Linked DNA regions of Mus musculus: region 1 is linked to region 2. Evidence: chromatin contacts called from public promoter capture Hi-C data. All regions are on one chromosome and are shown on one strand. Each heading gives the region's core, a stretch centred on a gene start, on an enhancer-like site or on the middle of the called end of the contact. The rest is flanking DNA. Distances are from core to core; before and after follow the strand shown. Region 1 holds the start of 2310015A10Rik (RIKEN cDNA 2310015A10 gene). Region 2 holds the start of Plekhg3 (pleckstrin homology domain containing, family G (with RhoGef domain) member 3).

Evidence for each region. Promoter capture Hi-C pulls out the DNA fragments that hold promoters and counts their contacts.
Region 1: a promoter capture Hi-C map of liver shows a contact between it and region 2, with 20 times the contacts expected there. The contact joins the promoter of 2310015A10Rik here to the promoter of Plekhg3 in region 2. A contact is called at or near these places in 2 of 39 promoter capture datasets (liver and pre-B cells).

The regions. Positions count from the first base shown.
Region 1 is chr12:80,128,129-80,135,012 of GRCm38.p6, reverse strand. 2310015A10Rik (RIKEN cDNA 2310015A10 gene) reads left to right here and starts at 2,169. Exons shown (of 3, transcript NR_033514.1): 1 at 2,169-2,286; 2 at 3,054-3,199.
Region 2 is chr12:76,529,125-76,535,988 of GRCm38.p6, reverse strand. Plekhg3 (pleckstrin homology domain containing, family G (with RhoGef domain) member 3) reads right to left here and starts at 2,429. Exons shown (of 19, transcript NM_153804.4): 1 at 2,171-2,429. Mir5135 (microRNA 5135) reads left to right here and starts at 2,777; the gene lies at 2,777-2,855.

The DNA of each region.
Region 1 (6,884 bases), core at 920-3,419, 3.6 Mb before region 2:
TCTTTATCCCAGACTGAGTGCTGGGAGGCTGAGCTTAGTTATCCTGATTCCCCCATTCTTCTGATGAAGAAAGGGTTATGCAGGGTGCAGGGACCAATAGAGAATGTTCTCCACAGAAGCCTGAGCAGTAGACAGGCAGAGGCTGTCTGTCCCATCCTCATCTTCAGCTTGGCATGGGCACCCTACAGGCAACAAGCATCCTGACAACAACATTTGTGGTTGCTGTGTGCTAACCCGGCCAACCCTAGAGTCATTAGGGAGGGGAATAAATAGGAGGGGTGAGAACCGAGACTCAGGGAAAGATAGCGTGTCCCCCTATCTGCTCTCCAAAGTGCTTGGAGCGGCAGGGCAAAGCTAGCATGAGCTTGCACGCATCCTTTGAGGTCCTCCTCACATGTTGGAATTGTGACATCAGCCCCAAGCATACAACAGGCCCTTAACAATGTTCACAGAAGAAATTGGCCCCAGACAAAACATGAACTGCATGGGTGGGAAGATGGCACGCTGTCTTCTTACAACTGCCCAACGCATCTGGTTATATCAAATATGATTCTCCCTCAGGCTTCAAGGAAGGGCTGAAACAAATCGGACTCAGTCAGTGAGAAGCCCAGGAGTACCTGGCTAGGGTTCCTAAAGGTGAGGTAGCATTCTGGGTGTGGCTAAGATCTTGGGTCCCAGGGTCTCTTCTTAAGAGGGAGGTCCTGGGTACCAGATGTCTGGACCTTGCCCATTGGTCTCTCTTCTGTTCCCATAGCTTTGTCCTTCAGCCTTTGGATGGGTGGCAATGCTCTGGTCCCCTCTGCTCACCACACCCAGCGCTTTCTTGGGTTCTCTCCAGGACCTTCCTGCTCCCTTCTTCTAGACCCCTCTTTAGAATTTCCACAGAAAGGCCTTTTGTGACAGCTTCCACACAGCCCAGTATAAATCACACATGCTCCTTGATTCGCAGTGAAGCCCTGTCCCAACAATCCCTTCAATGAACTGAAAAGGCCAGGTAGCGTGGAGAGTACACCTGCTTCCGTAACGTACCAGACGTCACCACTGTGCCATGCAGTACACTATAGACCACTGTCTGCTTCCCACTCACGACTGTAGGAACTTCCCGCAGAAGAATACTGTGTTTATTGCTAGTCCGGGGGAAAACCCAGAATTAAAAATTCAACTGTGGTTTCTACTGAATGTATATTATTTATGTTTCACCTTACAGGTGAAATTATGATAAACTGGGGACTGTTTGTAGTTCCCTATTTATGTCTTCTTTCAGTGCCTTAATATTTTCCTCTATAAGAACATGGAAACTTTTCCAAACTGGGCCTGGTGAGATGGTTCAGTTTGGTGAAGGTGATTCACAGGCCTGATGATCTGAGTTTGGTTAGAATCTACAGAATCCACATGTTAGAAGGAGGGAATCCAGTCTTGAAAACTGCCCTGATTTAAATAACTATATAAAATATATACACACATATACATATATGCATATATATTTTATAAGTGAATTAAAACTTTTTCAAGGGGCTGGAGAGACGGATAAGCAGTAAAGGTCATTGGCTACTCTTCCAGAAAACCCAGGTTCAATTCCCAGCACTCACGTGCTTACAACCTTACAAGCTTACAGCCATCTGTAATTCCAGTTCAGGGGATTTAAAAAGTCCTCTTCTGGCCTCAAAGTGCACTGCAGGCACACGGTACATAGAAATACATATAGGCAAACAGCCGTACACTTAAGATTTAAAACTTTCTCAAGTGTCATCTTAGATTTGTGAAATTATCCCGCTAAGTGCCATATGGTTGAGAGCTCCATCAGGGTCCTCTGTGCTCTGTCTGCATACTGTATACTGGAGTGGATGATAGAACCCTGGCCTAAGTAAGTGGGCTGAGCTGGTAGATTCAGGACCAGCGGCCAACAGCAGCAACATTCACCCTGGAATGCCATAAAATACAAACTCTGAGTTGGAGTCCGACCAACAGATGGGAAGACGCCTAGGGAAGTGTGGTGTACGCTTTTGAGAACCCTGTAGAAAGGGTCTCAGTGCCCGGTGGTCCAGGGCAGTTAGGATGGCCCCGCGTGTGCCATTCGGCACACTGGCCAGTGGAGGGCAGTGTTGCCACGCCCATCGAACGACCTCGGCTGCTTGAGCGGCGTGAAAGGCCGGCTGGGGAAGACCGGCGGGGCGGCCGCAGTCTGCTCGCCCGGGCGACAGACGCTCCGAGATGCCGAAGGGCCAGCAGCGGCCCCGAAGCTCCGGGCTGGCCGCGCTGTCGCTCTGCCGCGCCCCGGTCTCGAAGGTTCGCGAGGCTCCAGGGCGCAGGGGAGGAGGCTCGCTCGGGCCGGCCGGGGCAGCCTGCCAGAGAGGGCGGCGGAACCTTGACCGCGGCCCCGGAGGCAAAGGGCAGCCTCCGCGTGATGCCTCGGCGAGCAAAACAAGCCGGCCATCTTGGCGCCCTTAACCAGCTCCTGGCCGCTCCGGGCGCGGCCAGGGGTCCGGCCACCGAGCCCCGCGGCGGGCCTGGGATTTGGAAACCGTAATGCCATGGGCGTGGGGAGGAATTTCTAAGAACGGGAAGAAAACTCGAGGCCCTGGCACGTTCCCTGGGGTGTTTGGAAATGCCATCAGTTAGCCATTAGTAGGCAGGGCCAGCGCTTCGGTCAGTGATTGGATTTGTCCCAGTCGCCTCCTAGTTCTTTTTGCCCTATATTCAAAGAGCTTAAAAGTCATGGGTGGTTGAAGTAGGTCAGAGTGATCACCAGGCTGTTGTTGCCTGGCAGCCCAGTGGCAGGGTCCGAGACAAGGTGGTATTCCAGTAGATGCCCTCGGGCCGTACCAACCCAGGGTCAAGGACTAGCTGCTCCAGTGCTATATGTGATCAGCTCATTTCCAGTTTCTCAATCATTCTGATGTCATCCGAGGGACAGAAGACCCCACGGCTCCTCCTCTTTGCCTAGTTTACACATCGGGGTTGTTCTAGCATTTGTAGTTTTCAGGTTCTAGAATATTCTTTTCCTCTGTCAGCCCCCACTAAGAAGCTTTCTTGATTTCCCCCTTTGTTTCCAGTGAAGGTGCCTCTTCCTGGCTAGCCCACCTACATGCTGTCATCACTGGGCTTCTGCAACTCTCAGTCTTTGTGGCTGCACCCTTCCCTTCTGAATCCTGAGGACCCATGAGTGTCAGGCCCATCATGAAATTGGTCGTCTTACTGGGTACGTAGGTCATGCAGGAACGGGTCCTTGCAAGAGGACTACCAAGCGACTGAATAGGTTTTAATCTGGATTGGGGCCTAGGAGTTATTCACAGGTGTTTTGAACCTTCAGCACAGGAGTATGTATAATGGTGTTTCCTTAAGCCCTGTAATGGAATCCTTTTGTGTGTTTACTGAAAGTTATTCTGAGTAGAACTGTCAGGGTGTGTGCGGTAGGAACCAAAACCATAGGTGTGAACCAGACTGAGAAGATGGGCCCTCAGAGCCCCCTCTGTGCAATTCTGTATGGCTTGGGCTATGGGCAAAGGGAAGACAATCAGGCTGGCAGGCTCAGGACCAACTGAAGACCGGCCTAAGCCGGTGGTTCTCAACATGTGGGTCGCGCCCCCGGGGGGTTTGTCAAAGGACCCTCGGAAGACACAGATATTTACATTATGATTCACAACAGTTGCAAAATTACAGTTATGAAGTAGCAATGAAGGTGATTTTATGGGTTGGGGGTGTGTGGGGGTGGGTCACCACAGCATGAGGAACTGTGTTAGAGAGTTTCAGCATTAGAAAGGCTGAGAACCGCTGGGCTAAGTGCTTGGCAAGACTTGGGGTGTAGGCTGAGGGTCCCAGGAAGAGGCAGGAAAGAAGAGCTTGGGACAGCTTGGAGAAGGTTTATGCCTACGGAGAGATCCTTTCTTGTTCCTTTTAAAAGATGAAACCCAAAGTTGTCCCATGAAGGACTCCTGAAAACCCCTTTCAAGCCTCGGCCACAGATGATCTGCGGAATGCTCATTAAGGGGGAAACAAAGAGGTGGTTTTGTTTATTTATTTAAGGGGAAAAAATAAATGAGCTGTGACAAAACAATTTGAAACCAGGCCCTCTGAGACCTGGGCTTTCACTTCCTTGATGGGAAGTGAAACAGAGAATGAATCCCCCTCCAAATAAAAGTGAAGTTAATAATCAGACAAGCTCAAGCCCTGGCCACATCCTGTGTCAGCTCCCTCCCTCCCTCCCTCCCTCCCTCCCTCCCTCCCTCCCAGGGCTCTCTGTTTATAGCTGCTGAACCCGCCTTCCCAGCCTTGAGCAGGCTTAACTCTTTCCTCCCTGCCTAGGGGAAGCCTCAGTCTGCTCTGACTGAAGAGGCCAGCCTCACAACCTTCAGAGTAGACATGGCTTCAGTAAGGGGATGACTGTCCCCATGTCTGTCCCTGTGGGACCGTCCTCCAGTTCAGCTCCTGGCCATGTGCTTAGATAGCCAAGCTTAGGTTGCCCTGCAGAAAACCCTCAGTGTCCCCTTTCCTTTTGATGTCTCCATGGAAAAAGCAGATATGTCCACTGCCACTGCAGATTCATGCAGCCTTTGTGGCCTGGTGGCTTCTGGGAGAGCTGCAATCTGAGGGATATAGGCCCAAGTCTTTGGGGTTCTGGGCCTGAGTTGGAAGCACTAGTCTGCACATGTCTTTCTACTTCCAAGGTCTTCTGTATGTTTATTCCAGAGCCCCCTCCATGCTGTCAGTGGTAGTCTGTTCCCATTGGGTCGGGGACTCTTGCTAAGCCTATGGACTTTCTACCATTCCAAGCAACAGCTTTGTCTATAGAGCAAAGGTTAGGCTCATTTTGTGGCTTGTCCAGTGTTTCAAAGCTAACAGATGGGATTTGAAGCCAAGCTTTTTGGCTTCCAAACCTGGTGCCTCAGCCCTTGCTCCCAAAGTCTCTCAGAGATTGCTGTCTTCCTTGGAGTCATAAGTTTTGAAAGTTTACTAACTCATTGTATGGGTCTCAACACCCATGGGCTTTCTGAGCTCATTCTAGCCTTGTTGTGAGCTCTCCCCACTTCCCGGGAGCCCACCTAGGGAAGGAGACAGAGCAGGAGGAACTGTTGTGGCTCCTCCATCCTGCCTTCCCTTGGCTCTTCGGACAGTGGTTCCAAGGAAAGGAGGGGATAGAAAGCAGACTTTGAGTTCTTCATCCCTGCATTGGATTGGCTCAGGCCTTAGGAGTCGGGACTCAAACATGGCTGAAGCACATCTCTGGTCAGGTCCTTTGGTGATCCCTCTAGTCCTTCCTTGAAGGTGTGTTGTACTGCCCCCTGCTGTGTGGAGCCCTTCATGGCTTGCTTGCCAACCAGGGTCAACAGCCCTATCAGCACCAAAACCAATCCAGCCTTTAGGAGTGGGTATGAGTTCACCTCCTATAGTTCTACATCGCGTGCGCACACGCGTGCGTGTGTGTGTGTGTGTGTGTGTGTGTGTGTGTGTGTGTGTGTGTGTGACTCAAAGCCATGGCTCAGAGCATGCACTGCCCTGTTCATCAGCTTCTAGCTGATTTAGCCGGAGGGAAAGATCCCATCCTCCAAGGTGACATGTTCTGGACCAGAGGGTGTGTCCTAGACCTCTGGGGAGCATAGTAGCGTCGGCTTCTCCAGTGCCAGGCAGGATACCAGGCCCAAGGATGTTCAGAATAGTCTGCCTTTCTATTTATTTTTTGATGTTTAAGGAAAACCTTGGATAGTGGAGCGTCGTGGCTCGTGCCTATAAACCCAACACTGAGGTGGGAAGGCCCCTGTGGGTCTGTGGCCAATTGGGGCTACAAAGTGAGATGCAGGCCCTGTCTGGAAAATAAAACAAGTGCTTGCTTTGGCAGCAAATATACTGAAAACAAAAACCAAGGAGGAGGAAAAAGTGGAAGCATCTCTAACTTAGAGCACCCAGGGTGGGGTGTCTGCTGCTAAGAGCGTCGCAGGCTAAGGCTGCCGTTTGCAGAAGACAGCCACACCATGTGGTGATTCTTAATAGAAAGGCTTGATAGTTTGCCTTTTGCTAAGGGGGTTAAAAAGTTCATTGTGTCTTAAAATGCTTTAATTAAAGCCATTGAAAAATAATTTTATGGAACTTTAAAAAAATTAAATGTGGTTCCCCATCCTGCAATGGCCCAGTGCCATGAGAGAAGGGATTCCCATCCTTGGTCCTCACATAAGAATAGGGAAGGGTTTAGGAACCTCTCTGCCCCCCCCCCCCCATAAGCCTGTCCTGACTCCTCACCCTAACAGACCTTTCTGTGACCTCATCTGTAGTCGGAGATGGTGTGTGTATGGGAAGTAGTGTGTTGCAAGATCCAAAAAGACAATCATTGAATTAAAAATAATTCCAACTTTATGAGCTTAAGGTTTGGTACAATTTTAAAGACACAGGAGACCAGAAAATGTTAAAACAACCAACCAACCAACCTACCCACCCACCAATCCACCCCCCACCCATGGGCCTATTATCCATCTTGAGCATCATGAGCTCATAGGCAAGCTTGTTCACTTACAGCCCCAGCCACCACCTCCTTGTACCATTTTTTTTTTTTTTTTTTTTGGTATTTGATTTGCTTTGAAAGGGCATGGCTACACAGAGAAACCCTGTTTTGAAAACCAAGGGGGAAGAAAGTTGGGAAGCCCAAGCTACATCCTGAGCCCCACTCCAAACTTTGAAAAAAAAAATCCTAGTTCACATTTAAAAAAAATACATCTGCCCTAAATAGAGTATCATAGAGTATCAGTATGGGGTGTAGAGATGGCTCAGTGGGCAAAGGCACTTGCTGTCCAGCCTGCTGACCTGAGTTTGATCTTTAGGACAGAGTGGACGGAGAGAACCCACTCACACTAGTTGGTCTCTGACCTCCATATGGATGCTACAGCCGATATACCCCC
Region 2 (6,864 bases), core at 1,180-3,679:
CAGTCTGTAGTAATGCCAAGCCCTGTCCTGGGGAAGGAGGGTAATGAGTAGGGAGGGCTTCTGTACTTTAACAAAGGCCTCTGGACATGCAGCTGGCCAGAGAGGCGGGACAGAGCAGTGGCCTGGGCCGGAGAACAGCCCGGGATGGCTGGACTGAAGTCAGCCCTCAGTGCAGCTGCAAAGACAACACCTCCCATCACCATGGTCCTCCCCACCCACAACACAACAGAGAGCAGCTTCACAGTTAACCCTCCAGGGCAAGTCACGGCTTGTGGCACCCTCCAGTCTCAGGACCAGAACCTGTACAGGGTGGTGAGTGGGGTGGGAATAGCAAGCCCTACATCTGGGACCAGCACCTTCCTCCCTTCCCTCCGGGTCTGGCCATCGCTCAGGCCGTGGCCTTTGGCCTGTTCTAAGCATAAACACGGTGACCCTGAGATAGCAGCGGGTTTGGTAAAGTCAATATTTACTCTGGGACTATGATATTACAAGCCAGAGAGAGTGTAAACTGCCACAATTGGCTCCTGGTGTCCACCATCTCCTGTGTCACACATGGGGTATAACCAGCAAACATGTAAGGGCTCCTTGTAGCCACTACACAGCTATTTTTTTTTTTTGATAGGAGTTTATGGACTACTTCTCATACACCCTTCTCCCCTTTATTGTTACCACATCCCCTATAAAGAAAAAAGGCTGCTCTGTATGGAAACTGAGTCAGAAAAGATAAGTGAGTGAGGAGAGGGTGAGATCTGGCTTCAGGCCAATCATGTAAGAAAAAAAGCCTCAGACCCGATCAGTCTCTGATGTGACGCAATACAGCCAGCATTAAACCTCTAGCAAAAATCCTGTCGGACTCTCAGCCCAGTGGTCTTCCCACTCTCCTAGTCGGGCCACCTCTGATAAAAAGTCAATAGAAAAGCCCCAAGGCCACTCTAAAACAGACTACCACCCTTATCAGCCCAGACTAAGTGAAGGGGTGAAAGCGGATTTCCAGCACCAGCGGGAAAGTCCAGAGAGTGCGGCCAGCAGAGGCAAGCAGGCATTTAGTAGTCTGTCTACATGAGAGATGGGGTCTGTGAGCCATCCAGTGAGCCCAGAACCATAAGGAATAACAGCAGCGCCACAGTTGGCTTTCTGGTATTTAGTCCCTAGGTTTTATGCTGAGCATCTATAACACAAGATTCCAGTTTAGCAGAGGGACTGGGGAAGGCCAGGCACAGCAGGGAACATCGCCTCTCCCTCTCAGGCTGTCATTTTACTCCACACTAATTATTTCTGAAGGGTTCATTGTGACTGGAATGCACTCTTGAACAAGCACAGTTTGGAAGACTGGGAACCCTAAGACTAGGGTTCTCTGTAAGGTGCTCTAGTACTGATCGGTTGCTGGGAGGGTTAACAATCTTAACAGCCCTTAATCTACCAAGAGTTTAGCGACTCTAGACGATATACTCTCACCCAACTTTTAGCACCACCTCGCAGCGCCGCTTTCTCCACCCTCCAACCATCATGCGGCTTGTTCCGGTTTTTTTTTCCCCCCTTTGTTTTCAAAAGTAGCCGCAGAATAAATCGTTACCACCAAAGGAGCATCTTGAACGACTGAAGCTTGAAGCTTCCCAAATCAAAGGTCTGAGAGAAGGGTGTGAATAACCAAACCAGTTGAAGGGAGTGAAGGAGAGGCTGTTAGGGGCAGCATCAAGGGGCTCTAGATTTGCAGCTCCTGGACACTTGGCTTCTGACACCCACTCTAATCCTCCTGGACATGCAGCTGAGATTCCCAGAAGCACGGTGTGGCACCAACCCAGAACAGACTGAGTGCCTGCGCACTCCTGGGCTGGCGGGACCAGAGGCGAGTCCTTCTAGAAGAGCCCACAGTCTCAGGCAAGCACTAGCCCACGGGCGTCAGGGCACACAAGGAAGGGGTGGCGGGAATGTCGAGAGCTGCCCGGATTTCAAACTCTGCAAAGCCTATGCTGCTTTGGTTTCCGGGGTGGGGATAAAAAGTGACTCCCCTTACGACCTTCCCGCGACCCAACCTCCTCCGAGTGTGTCCGAGGCAGCTCGGGGCCAGGTCCTCATCCCACAGAGGGCTAGCCTGGGGTCTCCGCAGAGCGCTGCCACTCAGCCAATCGAGCATGGGCAAAGAGAGAAAGGCAAACCTAGGGACACTCACCAAGCGGTGGCCGCCCCGCCGGCTCGCGACGCGCCAGGCGCGCGGGGCTGCCCAGGTGGCGCCGCGAAGCGGGCTCGAGTTTGAAAGTCGCTCTCGGAAGCGGCAGAGGCCGCCGGCCGCTCCCGCCCACGGCTGGCCGCCCCGCGGTCCCAGCCTCTGCTCGCTGCGAGCACCAGACGCCGGGGGACCCCCGAAATGCGCACGGTTCCCCAGCACCGGGCAGGAAGTTGCGGCCGGAGTCCAGGCTGCGGCGGGAGGGAGGGAGGGAGAGAGAGAGGGAGAGGGAGGGAGCCAGGGAGGGGCGGACCAGGAATGTTTCCAGTGGGTGGAGACTGCGCTCGCGGCTGCGATCCAGCAATTGGCGGCTCTGGGGGGCCCGGGGGAACCTTCGCGGCGGTGCGAGCGAGCTGTGGCTCCCGCTGTAGACAGCGGCCGCCGTGGCTAATGATTAACGCGCGTGGCCCGCCGTGTGGGTCCCGCTGGCCGCCTCCCCTTGCCACCTGGAACTCTGGGATCCCAAGGCGCACGTGGTGGGGTTACTCTAGTGCCACCGCCCTGATATCACGCCGAGAGGGCAACGAAAGCCTCCAGACCAGGTTCCGACCAGAGAGGACTCGGAGCCCAGCCACCTAGACTTTCCCAGGAGAAGCGCAGGTCTAGGTGGCAAGGGCGTCCTGGTCCTACTGGAGCAGGTCACCACGACCGCTGAGTCAGAAAGGCACGTCTCGAATTCCTCGCCGAAACTAGGTTTCGGTGGCTCTTTACAGTTGTAAAATCTTACCTTCTGAGGAGAAAGAGATAAGAAGCGCATAACTTGGGGCGGGGCGGGGCGCGGCGCTCAGTGGGACTGTTAATGAGAAAAACTGATCGAGGAACCTGAATGTCAGTGGACCCCATTTTGAGTGCGATCTATCAACAAAAGGCATGTACCGGGAAATTAGGGGATGGGAAAATTGGGGGATGATTAGCACAAGCACATAGAATACAAACCAGTTAGATTTTGAGCAAGAACATAAATCTTTTGTGTGGTTTTTGTTTTTGAAGCAGGATTTCAATTATCTGAGACTGGCAGAGGGTAATCTTGAGAGTAATGGTTCTCCACCCTCTATCTCCGGAGTGCTGGGATTACTGGTGTGCACCACCACGCCCTAATTATTGTTTTTATTTTATTTTTTGATTTGAAACAGGCCCACACTTTGTAGCCCAAGCTAGCCCAGAACTCTTGAGTGATCCCCCAGAGTGCTAGAATTATAGGTGTGCGCTACTACACCTCACTAAGAATAAATCTTTCATTGGTAAAGATCTTAGGGGAGGTAGCATTAGATGCTGTCCCCAGTACGCACCATGAAGAGGGGTAGGAGATGGGAGCCCAGTGTGAGATCACAGAAGAAGTAGGACTCCTGCGTTAAACGATGGCACCAGGTTCTTGGAACAGGAATGGAGAATCGACCCCAGTAACTCAGCATTTAGACCGCCAAGTGTAGACAAGTGAAAATCCTAAATAGCTTATAAAATCCCCTCCTCCACCACTGCCCTCAAAAAAAAAAAAAAAAAAAGCTGCCCCAGGGAAAAGCAAGCACCTAGTGATTTACGGGGAGGGGCGGGGCAGAGAGAGAGGAAATGGCTTTCAGGTGACTTTGAAACGGGATCCCTGGGAAGAGTAAAGATTAAAGTAGTCCTTGCTCCTGACTGCGGGAGGGCCAGAAAGTAAGGCTCACGTTACTTAGTCCACAGGTTAGGCTTGAAGAGCGGCAGACTAGAGGACAGCACTGGTGAGAAACAAGATTACCCGGGAACGGGGGAGAGAGATAAAACTACGGGGTGGGATGGGAAAGGGAGAAGCCCCACTCCTTCCCACCTCGAACTTTCTGGGTTTCTGGTTTCTTCTCTAATCTGTTAAATCTTACCAGTCCTTTCCTACTAATCTTAAACTCCCAACTTCCAAAGACGTCCCCCAGCCCCAATCCAGAGATTTAAAACTTTTGAATGTATGACTGGCTCCTTAGCTAGAAAAGAAAAATAAAATGTTGATGATAGTAATGGTTAGGGAATGGTGCTACCAAGTGCACTGCACTTTATAATCACTAAGGCAGGAATACACTTACTCCCATTTTGCAGGAAGAATACTGAGGCTCTAAGGATGGAGCAGTCTGGCCAAGATCAATTGCATCAAGGGGCGTAGTCTGAGGGGGCGACACTGGAGTGCTTACTGTGTTAACCTTTGAGCATTTTACAAGAACAATTGCGGTTACAGGAGAAACTGAGGCTTGGTCATACTGCTAGTGGGTGGTAGAGCTGGGAGTTTCTACCCACAGGGAAAACTGCATTTAGCCAGCCAGCTCTTTCTCCACTTCCTTCTAGACACTTGTTAGTCCATTCTGAACTTGATTCTAAAGCCTCGAGTTGTTTCTAATTGCTTTAATTTATATGCCCATTTCCTGAAAAGATTGTAATCTTACTATGCAGAACTTGTAAGAAGCATTCAATAAGGCCATGCTGGAGCCAGATGAAACAAGCAAGATTTTATAAAAAATCAGTTTCCTACCTCCAAGCCTCCAAGAGTCAGTGTCAGGACCAGGGTCTCAAGCCGAGCCGCAGCCCCCTTCTCAGCGTTGAGCCTTTCTGCCTTCCCACCAGCTCTTGCTTCAGCGAGCGGCCTCGCCCTGCTATTAAATCATTTATTATTATAATAACACCTTGAGTCTCAGTAATGCCTTTAATCTGAGGTCTCAGGGTGTCTAACAAATACAAATTAATTCATCATCTCAGCCCCTCCACTTGGAAGGGAGAATGGAGGTGTTCTCCCTAGTTTATGGATGAGAAAACCAAACAACCAGAGTCAAGATGACTCACAGGGAACCAATGCAGTTTCTCATCCCTTGCCTCTGACCGCCTGCTACCAAGCCTCGCATGAAAGCTTCAAATCCCAGACGCCAAGGCCATTGAGTTTTCACAATTGTCATTTCTGCTGCTCCACTGTGAACATCAGGAAAGGGAGGGATGTAAACACAGGCAAGAGATCCCCTGGGGCTGTGATCCCGGGCTGTGAGGAGGGGCCATGGCTTGCTGCTGCTGACAGAACTTCATCCCCAAACATGGAAGAAATCCTTCTCAAAGGTGACCCTACTACACTCAGAAATCTGTGCTTTCAGGGTTGCAAGTTGCGTTTTAGCAGAGCCTAGCGTGGACAGGGCTCTGAGTTTGAAGCCCAGCACCACAGAAAACAAGAAAAAGTGTGTCACATACAACAAAAGGGGGGAAAAAGATGATAAACTTCACAGTATCAAACTTTTCTGTATTAGAAGAGTGAAGGTCTAGGGGTTGCAAGCCCGGTGGCAGATTGCTTCAGTTACATGTATGAGGTTCTGTGACTAGGACTGAAAATAAAATTGCCAGGCATTTGATCCTGGCTTTCAGGGCCACATAGAGACTCCAGCCTGGAATATAGAGTGAGACTTTGTCTTAAAAAAAAAGAAAGAGGCCAGGCATGGTGATGTATACATACATTTAATGCCAGCACTTGGGAGGCAGAAGCAGGCTGATCTCTTAAGGTCAAGGCCAGCCTGGTCTACATAGTGAGTTCTAGGACAGCCAGGACTGCATAGTAAGACCCTGGGGGGCTGGAGGTGGGGAAGATGGGGGGCGGGGGAAGAATGGGAGAAATGTAACACACACACACACACACACAACCCTACCATTCAATAAAAAGACAACCTATTTTTAAATGTGTAAAGGGTCTGAATAGACATCTCTCCAAAAAGCTATATAAATGGGCACCAAACACAAACCCACAACTTTATCAGAGGATATGCAAAGAAAAACCAACAGTGAAGGCTGCTGCATATGACAGTGTTCCTAAGGACTGGGAGAAACTACAACCCTCTCTCTCACACAGCTGCTGTCCCTGCTTTGCAGAACAGTCTGGCCGTTCTTCAAAGATTAAACATAGATTCGCTTTATGACCCACAATTCCAGTCCCAGGAATGTACCTAGGAGACATGAGAACACCTGTCCACACACAACTGTGAACATAAATGCTCAAACAGCATTATTTGTAGCAGACCCACAATAGAAACTCAAATAGCCATCGACTGCTGGTGGTAAAGAGAAGGTCACGTGGAATACAGTAGAATGACGTCCCGAATCACAGGTGAGCTTGAAAGCATATTGCCGAGAAATCAGTCACAAAGAACCAAATATTGTATAAACTGCACAGAATCGGGTTGGAGGAATGAGGAATTGCTGCTAACAAGTTCAGGACTCTGAAATACTGTGACAATTGCACTAGTTATTCTTAACTGCTGAGTTGGGGTTTTGTGTTGGAAATTATACCCATGCTAAACATGGGTTCTCGCACTGAGTTACACAATAGCCAGAATTGTACATTTTAACTACAATTTAAACAGATGGGTCAGGCTGGGTTTTGGGAGCGTGGGGGAAGGGAGTGTTCTGTTCTTACTGTCGTTTGTTTGTGCTAGGACTTGAACTCATAGACTCATGCACGCTAGGCAAGTGTTCTTCTACTGAGCTACATGCCTGGCCCTTTGGGGGTTTTTGTTCCTTTGTTTGTTTTCGAGATAGTCTTATTAACTTGCCCAGGCCACTTTTGAGGGTACTTTGTAGCTCTCAGACAAGCCTTGGGGCAGTGATTCTCCTGCTTCAACTTCCTGAGTACCTGGTATTACCTACCTATG